Regions from separate parts of the Danio rerio genome. Here region 1 is linked to region 2. A link is a contact called in public HiChIP or PLAC-seq data. All regions are on one chromosome and are shown on one strand. The core of a region is the stretch at or near the end of the contact, and the rest is flanking DNA. Distances in the headings are between cores, read along the strand shown. Region 1 holds the start of sik2b (salt-inducible kinase 2b). Region 2 holds the start of sdhdb (succinate dehydrogenase complex, subunit D, integral membrane protein b).

Region 1 (4,880 bases), core at 420-2,919, 140 kb after region 2:
TTGTGAAAAACACCATTCAATACAGATTTTATTCACACAATGGAAATATTCGAGCTGGGAACTAAAAATGAATAAATAAACACATTAGAAATATATAAAATATTTTTGGAGACTATGATTCCACGCTGTGCCATGCATTCAGAGCTCAGCAGTGTTTCTTTGCAAGGAATGTGAGACAAACATCAGCTCATATTTTGTGATGAGGCGACATCCATTATCACAAAATCACCCCTGCTGCTTATGCAACCATTGCACAAATGCACAACAGCATGGCCCACATTTGAAGGGCAGTAAACAAGCATCATTTCGAGAGTCTTTTGTCTGTCTTTGACAACTATTATTTTGACACAATTCAAAAGCTGACAATGCCTGCACACCCTGCATATTTCCACTGAGGTGTTAGGCTGCTGGACGTGCATTCATCAATGCATGCAATGCTGCAAACAGGCTTCAGCTATAATTGTGTAGCTTCAGAGAACTGTAGTCGACATGCTTCTGAGCAAAATCAGAAATTAATGGAATTTAATTAATAAAAATGCAAGTGGCTCCTTGATCAAACAAAAATCGATACTTTAAAATATTTGTATTATTTATAAAACAGATTACATTAAAGTGTTCTAAAGAAAAACAGCTACCTGATCAAAATAATAATAAAAATAATAATAATACTGTTATTACTCTGTTATTGGTGACCTATTTCAAGCAAATGGTTAAACACAAATTTAAAAATAAATGAGTCAACTGTAATTAAGTTGTTAAATATTAATTGCAGGTGACTGTGATATTTAATAAAATTATAAAAATTACTTATGTTGACAAAAACGCTTAAAAGTATACATCTTTTAAAGAAAATCTGCTATGAGATAAATCAACACACAACTCTAAGGTTATAGGATATAAAAAAAAACTGCCAATCAGCTTATAATATCTACATCAGATCTGTCAAAATGATTAACAACATAAAAAATACGAATTTAAAAAACGTTAGTGTTATAAATCTTCTCTAAATTAATACACTTCAGGTGCCTCCTTATTCAAACCAGTACCCTGCCACTGCTTAAGAGACAAACAGGTTGTTGTTTATGACCACAGAAAACAAGTTCTCACACAACCAGACTCAAACAACAGCATGATATAACAATCGAGCCAGTGAGTATTGCTCTCTCTCTCTCTCGCTCTCTCTCTCTCTCTCTCCAACTTTGTGTCTAGTAGTTTTTCGGAGCTGCACAGCACGTCTCTGCAGCCGACACAGTCTTCACTCACCTCGGTCTTAGTTATGCGATGCCTAGCCAGTTTCACAACCGCGAAATTGCCCTTTCCGAGAGTCCGCTCGATGTCGTAAAAGCCCACCCGGACGGGACCCCTGAGCGCTGCTGGCTTTTGGTGACAGTCAGCCATGACCATGCTGTTAGTGAAACGCCAGGGTTCGGGGTGACGAGATAGAGACCTGCCGCTGGAGCCTCAAGATAACGAGGCTAAAACGTGTCGAAAATGCCAGCGTGCCTGCCAGGGTGCCCGGCGCCCGTCCGCTCCAGTCTTCAGCAGGACCAGCAAAGCGTGTTGAGGAGTCACGCCAGCTCCTCCGGTACAATAGAGCTCTAATATTTCAGCCGTGTTTGCGAGAGTCCACGAGTTGACTCGCAGGAGGCATCATGTTCTCCGGCTGACGTGAATTGACGTCAGAGCCGAGGGGGGTATTTGTACAGGGGGCGGGGCCTCGAGGCGCTTCCACACTCCGGTGCCAATTCGTTACCAGGACGACCAGAGCCAGCTCTTACGTCAGCGGACAGAGCTCGTTGCCTGTGTTTGCTTGAGCGCGCGGGCTGTGAAAAAAAAGACAAGACTGACAGACTGACTGTGTGAAGTCGAGGAATGACAGGCCGCAGGGACGCTATCTGTGTTTACAGGCTGCTTTTTTGCATTAATAAATCTAGTGCAGCTTACTTGAGCCAGGGAATTTGCATTCTTTGACACGGACGCCTAAAGGCAATAGTCTGCAGGTGAATATGGAATCAGAATTATTAGCCCCCTTTAGTTTCATTCAGTTTCTAAATGTTTAGCACAGCAAGGAAATTTTCACAGTATGTCTGATAATATTTTTTTCTTCTGGAGAAAGTCTTATTTGTTTTATTTTGGCTAGAATAAAAGCAGTGTTTTAATTTCTAAACACCATTTTAAGGACAAAATTATTAGCCCCTTTAAACTACTTTTTAAGGGGCTAATATTTTCTACTTCAACTATATATATATATATATATATATATATATATATATATATATATATATATTCATTCATTTTCTTGTTGGCTTAGTCACTTTATTTATCTGGGGTCGCCACAGCGGAATGACCCACCAACTTATTCTGCATGTTTTTACGCAGCGGATGCCTTTCCAGCCGCAACCCATCTCTGGGAAACATTCACACACACATTCACACACTACGGACAATTTAGCATACCCAATTCACCTGTACCGTCTGTCTTTGGACTGTGGGGGAAACCGGAGCACCCGGAGGAAACCCACGCGAAGGCAGTGAGAACATGCAAACTCCACACAGAAACGACAGCTGAGCCGAGGTTCCAACCAGCGACCTTCTTGCTGTGGGGCGCCTACTGCGCCTACTATCACCTACTGCGCCACTGCATCGCCACTTATTGTATGTAGTTTCAAAATAAATTATTACTCCATTATCACTTTTATCACTATTACATTAATAATAATATTAATAATTAATATTAGAGTGAATTCTAAAGGATCTTGTGACTGAAGACTGCATAATGAAGCTGAAAATGCATCATTAATATCACTTGAACTGTTCTTTTATAGTGCAATAACATTTTATAATTTTAATTTGTACGGCATTTTTGATGAGATAAATGCAGCCTTGGTGAGCAGGAGAAGTTTATTTTAAAACATTTAAAAATCCTACTGACCCCAAAACATTTTACCGGTAGTGTATATCACCTCACTTTCCCACATGATTACATTACTGTATAGGTTGCGGTGCTTTAGTTAATGTGAATTAATGTATTTACTAACATGAACAAACTATGAAATATGGGATGTTAACAGTTTTCAACTGTGGAATATATGCTGCTGTTTGGAAAAGTCAAGGTTTTAAAACCACCAAAGTTTTCTGGTATACCATTCCTGCGCTAAATTCTCAGAAATTAAGGTACAGGAGGTGTCACTGGGGTGGTACCTTTTCAAAGATGCATATTTGTACCCAAAGACTCCACAGTGGTTCCTTAAAGGTGCATATTCGTCCCCAAATGTATCAATAAAAAGTACTTATTATGAACCATTCAGGCACAAATATGTACCTTTTGAAAAGGTACTGCCCCAGTGACACCACCTGTACCTTTATTTCTGAGAGTGTATGTGTAAGATTTAATATATACATTTTTCTTAGTTTTTAAGGACAACAGCACCTCTAGCAGAAAAAGATATCCAAATATGTCATTTTAAATTAAAAAGAAATGTTTTTGAAACAAATGAAGACAGCAAAAGTCAATGATTTGAATTATTTAGCCTGACATGTTTACTGGTCCAAAATATTTTAAATGTTTCTCAAAAATATTTTATGCTCAAAGGGTAAAAAAGCAGTAATCACAATACTTTGACACCATGATATTTTTTTTTACAAGGTTATCATACCGTCAGAATCTTATACTGGCCCATGTCTACAATGAATAATGCAGTTATTACAGTATCAGCAAATGTTAGCTAATGGTAATACAGTTGTTCATTGTCAGTTTAACTCACAGTGCATTAACTAATATTAACAAAAACAACATTGGATTTTAATAGCGCATTAGTAATTGATGAACTATGATTAATAAATGCTGTACAGGTATTGTCTGGTATTAGTTCATGTTAGTAAATGGATTAACTTATAAATGTGTGACCACATTCTAGTAATTACTAAATATATTTAAATTAATTTAATAATTACTTAATTTATTTAAATAGCAGTTTTACTGATTAGTTACTAATAAGTTACATTATTACAATTCGTTCATGCTCGGTACTGTATTGTTAGGTGTTTAATAATTTTTATAAATGTGCTTTTATTGCTCAGTTATTTAGTTTAATGTGAATTGTTTTATTATATATTACTTTCTAATTAAGTATGTTATTAAATTTATTCTGCTCCTACTGTACTATTAAATGTATTTTTAAGAATATATTTGTTAAATGCATCAAAATACATTATATATAAGTGTATTCTTAATTTTTATGCATTTCATCATTTTTTATTAATTTACATTATTTTATTTTTCCACTCACAAAAATTCTGTATTTTTAAACGCATGACTTAATTTTAAATGCATTATTACATTTTCTGCTTAAAGTACTCATAATTTACTAATATATTTAAATTGTTATAATTATTTTTTTAACAATGTGTTGCACTCCACATGTATTCACAACCTTCTTGTGAGGTGCCCAAACCCCAGTTTGAGGACTCCTGCCTTAAAGCAGCCTCATCACATTTTGAAGGCAACAGATCAAGTGTTTATAACCCAACCCTGAAGACATCAAACAGGTGTGCCGCATATCTTCCCGATAACATCATCATCATATAAATGAGAGTGCCATTACTAACATCAGTGTTTTTTTCTAGAATCAACTGAACTAGAGTGGTGTTATACAGTGCTCAACAGTTTATACAGCACTACAGTAATTAAGTCCTCATTATCAAGAGTGTATGAGTGTAGAAAAACATCAAGATTTGTATCGGAAAAATTAAACTTGAACACCTCCATGAGTCATGATGACATAAGTGCAACAAATATGTCCTCAAAGCCGCAAGTTATTCATGTTTTCTGTGGTCTATCATGTGGCGACATCTCCTGGCTAAATGCATTACTGCAGTAT
Region 2 (5,071 bases), core at 1,713-4,212:
TTGACCTGCCATATTTTCTAGAAAGCAAAACAAACTAGACTACTGACCTGTTGTTTACGCCTGCCTGGTATTAAGATGCATTTATGTTAATTTGTTTAGAAGTGGACAACAGCAAACACAGATGTAAAGATTTTAAGAAAGTCGAAAATACCTTTTCAATCATTTGGTCACAAAAGACCAGATACTCTTAAGCAATTGACCTAGTTCTTATACATCATGGGAGATGTTGTGGATAACATATGTCCATTTCTAAAAAAAATATATATATACGGACATGATATGTGCTTTGCTGTCTGAAGTTGTAATTTGGTTTGAAATAGAAACCAGTCCTGATTCTAACACAAACAAACCCACACAGACTGTGAATTTTTGCAGCTACCAGAGCATAAACAAAAGCTACTTTCATTGTTTAGACTTATACCACAAAAAAAACATTATTATGGCCCGTGCAGACTGTGACAGTTATTGCAAATGATTATTGGTGACATTTAACACCTCATGACTAAAAGCATGCAGCCAAAGAACCAGTCATAAAAGCATCATTTAATGTCTTGAGCTCTTCTTTTTGTTTTTTATTGCACTACATCAGGGGTGGCCAACCCTGTTCCTGGAGAGCCACCTTCCTGCAGATTTCAGTTGCTACCAATATCAAACACACCTGAACCAATTTATTAGGACCTGAACACCACGTGATAATTACAGGCAGTAGTGTTTGATATGGGTTGCAACTGAAATGAAATCTGCAGGATGGTGGCTCTCCAGGAACAGGGTTGGCCACCCCTGCACTACATTATAAACTGGACATCCAATGAAAGTTTTGTTCATTTGCCTTGCTGAGGTTACAGTAAAACATGACTTGGTGGAGCACAACACAAAACCATCTAGTCGAGCACAAAAGAAACTGCTGATCAAATAGGATTTGATGGCAAATTTAATTTTAAAACTTGCAACTTTTTCCCTTAAAACTTTTGACATGTGTGCTGTAGTAGAGGAGATAAAAGTAAAAAAGCTCATGATGAAGACCATGTGGGTCAAAACTTTGTTACATTAAAACATTTTTGAGAGCTAAAGTGGCAGTGTGCCGGTTTTCTTTGATCTTTTGCCACTGTGTTTGTTTTTGATCAAGCCCCTGCCTTTGAGAATCCTAGATGCGCGCACATTCCTGTTTGTTGGTTGCTTAATAACATTTCGTCACCTTAGAAATATAAGGTTCTATCTGCGTTCTGAAGGATTTTGAGATATTGAGCTTCAAAGTTTTTGCATTCCATAGCAAAGAGTATGTGTGAAGCATTTGTTTTTTAAACAGAAAGTCTTAAAATGTGAACAACTTATAAAAAAACATCCCATAATGTAAATAAGTTGTAATTTAATAAGAATATGTCAATAACTCAATTTTGACAAAAATGTCAGATAAAACCTTATAATTCTACGGTGACGATTTATGGACAATCTTTTTTACCTTTCAAGTTTCAGAAAATAAAGCAAGAGAGTAGAATAAAATATCATCAAGCAATAGTAACATTTAAAAACAAAAATGTTTTACCAGTGACCATGTAGAGTAAGTGCAGCTGCTAAAGAGTAGTCAACAGCAGGGCTGGGGCAAAAATACGCAACAGGTGCCAGGCTCAGAAGAGCTATGCTCAGGATCCGCTCTCCAGTCCAGTGCATGGTTGCAGCTTTAGACCCAGAACCCGCTTAATAAAAACAAACAAATATATAACATCAAAATTTTTGTCAAAGCAAACTCTATGCAGTTTAATAACTTAACCACAACAAAGGAACAAAATAGTTATTTAAACTATCTTAAGCACATCCTGATACACTGGCCTATACTGAATAGGTTGTGCTGGGTAAGCCAAAGAAAAAGAAATTGCCCTTTGAGCTTTACTATATTTAGTCTATAGCTCTGTTTTACAACAGTTTCATTCCAAACCATTCTGTTCTTCACAAGTGGTCATATCTTATTCTGTACAAAAATGGACTGTTCAGACATTCAGAACTATTCAAAACGTATCCGTCTACTGTTATACTGCAGATGCACATGAATCCTCGTATACTTTACTATCATGAAGAAAAGAGTTACACATATAAATGTAATTAAATATTACAAGTCTCTAGTCCAAATCGACAGCACCACCAATTATATAGGAGGCTGATAAAACAAATGGAAATAAAACAAGAATCTTGGTCCTCAGTTATGTCGTTGATAATCAAACATTTAAAATGTAAAGCACATACCATAGTTGGAAGGAGTAGCATGTATCCTTGCTGATATCAAGTACGAACAATCATGATCCTTCTGCTGTACGGCCAAAGGTCTGATGAGAGACGAAGGGCGAAATAACAGAGCTGTGGAAAGTAAGAGGAATTTAAAAAAATACAAGCAATACATGAATAATCAAATCATAAAAATATGTAATTTCAAGTACATATTAAGTTATAAATTTAACGTGAATGCATAACTAAAGATGTCAGTTATGTCCATTCAATACTTAGACGGCAGTGCATTTAAAAATCAGCACACATAAATGAATAAATTACATGAATGACATTTATTTACAGCCTTGATAAATACACATATAAGAGCATGACATGCGTGACATTAATATGACGTCATTTTGTGAAAATCATATAACAAGAATGTTTTAGAAACATGTTATACTTAAGTAGTGTGTTAACTAGTTCATTTTAAAAGACGCCAAAATACATAATCATGAAAACTGTTTGACAGGGTTAAGTTAGCATGCTAGCTAGCTACACAGTACGCGTGATGCGATTCACATGAAGCGTTACTGGATACCGATTTCTTTACTTACGACCTCGAGGCTTTAAACAACTGCGACACATGCTGAGCCGAATGCAAGAACTACATGAAAACACACAAACTTACGGCTGACACCTCTATGACAGAGAGAACTTATTCGGACGAGAGCCGCCATGATTCTTACAACCAACCCAAGGTCACTGGAATCACCCGGATGTACAAACAAACACTCACTGGCTGCTGTGATCAACTTAACCTTTTCATTCATCAACAGACAAAACAAAGATTTCTTTATTTTTATTGTACGGAAAATACTATTCAATAAAACATTTACGTTAGCTCTCATGTAAAATAAGCGATTACAATTTGTTTTGGACTTATTGTTTGGATGTTGCCTATAAAATATATTAGCTTAAACAGGTTTATTCAAATTAATTCAAGATACTGCACACATGTTTACTCTGCAAATATTATCAAGCTTATTGTACATTGTTGTTTTCATATTCGTACATGTAAACATTCTGTGGGAAAGAATTTGTATTTATTATGGATAAAACAAATAGGCTAAGTTACAACTTATATTTATGCATATATCGTATAATATTAACACATTCATATTTACGCATCTAAGTCTTTGTAAAACAGCCATTTTGATCAGTATTGATCTTCTTTATTTTTTATTAATGATTCCATTTATGTTTTTAAATTTTTAGTTTGTATAGAGATTTATAGTATTTCTTTTACGTGTTATTAAATTATATATATATATATATATATATATATATATATATATATATATATATATATATATATATATATATATATATATATATATATATATACCTAAAGTGTATATATACCTGAAATAAAAACATAAATGCAGTGAATATAAAGTATGTCTAAAATGGACTGAAGGTTGATTTCTGTGAGTTGTTCTGTAAAGGAATAAGTCATTCATTTGGTTCCCAGATTTTATTTTTCTTTATTAAAACCACTTCATAAATGTAGAGACCCTGTGATTGTATTTGTTCTCAGCTTAATTGAACCAGCTTTAATAGCTTTGTTATGCTAAAAACAATTATTTAGAAATAAATACTTCAGAAATATCAAGTTTAAGTTGTTATCATTTACATCAACTGATTAAAAACATGAAATTATAAATAAATTCTATAAATATATAATACAAATAATTTTACAAGTGTCCCCATGTTGCTGTCAGTCCTGTCACATTTGCATTAAATTTAACATAAAATGTGTGCAGTACACCTTTAAGGTTATGACCATGGAGGAAAAGCTGACAGTGATCAAGGATGCATTCTAGCATTGAATTGTATAATTACATGCTTGTTTTTGTATGTTTTTTTTTTTTGAGGATGACAAGCTCCTCAAGTCAGGCCCTGTCTCATTTTTTATGAGTGAAAATGTACGATTCTGGCATGTCCAACAATTATTATTTGTATTGCAAACATTGAAAACAATTAAATTAATGAGAGCAAGATGGAATAGATTTAATGTGTGCGTAAATAGAATTACTTTTTTTTTAAAAAATCAAAATGTTCATCAGGCGAGGCAGTGGCGCAGTAGGTAGTGCTGTTGCCTCACAGCAAGAAGATCGCTGGTTCGAAGCTCGGCTCAGTTGGCGTTTCTGTGTGGAGTTTGCATGTTCTCCCTGCCTTCGCGTGGGTTTGCTCCGGGTGCTCCGGTTTCCCCAACAGTCCAAAGACATGCGGTACAGGTGAATTGGGTAGACTAAATTGTCCGTAGTGTATGAATGTGTGTGTGGATGTTTCCCAGAGATGGGTTGCGGCTGGAAGGGCATCCGCTGCGTAAAAACTTGCTGGATAAGTCGGCGGTTCATTCCGCTGTGGCGACCTCAAATTAATAAAGGGACTAAGCTGACAAAATTAATGAACGAATGAATGAAAATGCACATCATGATTGTGGCTGTGCAAATGAAGAGCAACTTTTATATTTAATAAACAGACAAAGTACTTGTTAACAAATACAGTATTTTATTTGTATAAAACATTTTTGAACATGAATATGCAATTGTTACATTGTTGAATAGATGTATAATATTAATACTGTTAATGATAAAAAGATATGTACAAATACAATACCAGAATATTCTAATATAAAATAAAAACAATCCGACTAAAATATTAAGTCTTAGTTTTGAATAGTTTAGCTGCGCTGTTACATGTTCTAGTTAGCAGGAGAATTCTAATCAGTGGTTAATGTTTAATTGTGTTTTGTCACGATTCTGATAAGTGCAAGCTTAAAAGATTGATACCATCTTGCATGTAC

What was found. HiChIP or PLAC-seq counts read pairs in DNA pulled down with a chosen protein or histone mark.
Region 1: a contact with region 2 is called in an H3K4me3 HiChIP or PLAC-seq map of embryo, with 4 times the contacts expected there. The contact joins the promoter of sik2b here to the promoter of sdhdb in region 2. A contact is called at or near these places in 2 of 4 datasets of contacts at active chromatin or transcription factors (caudal fin and embryo).

What each region holds. Positions count from the first base shown.
Region 1 is chr15:24,300,454-24,305,333 of GRCz12tu, forward strand. sik2b (salt-inducible kinase 2b) reads right to left here and starts at 1,670. Exons shown (of 15, transcript XM_691233.10): 1 at 1,264-1,670. The coding sequence starts at 1,404. The region is part of intron 1 of LOC137487746 (a long non-coding RNA gene); the gene reads left to right.
Region 2 is chr15:24,154,489-24,159,559 of GRCz12tu, forward strand. It overlaps sdhdb (succinate dehydrogenase complex, subunit D, integral membrane protein b), which reads right to left and starts at 2,963. Exons shown (of 4, transcript NM_001004004.2): 1 at 2,891-2,963; 2 at 2,239-2,349; 3 at 1,544-1,694. The coding sequence starts at 2,939. il4i1 (interleukin 4 induced 1) reads right to left here. Exons shown (of 9, transcript XM_009291722.5): 9 at 4,761-5,071. It also overlaps a transcript of nkapd1 not described here.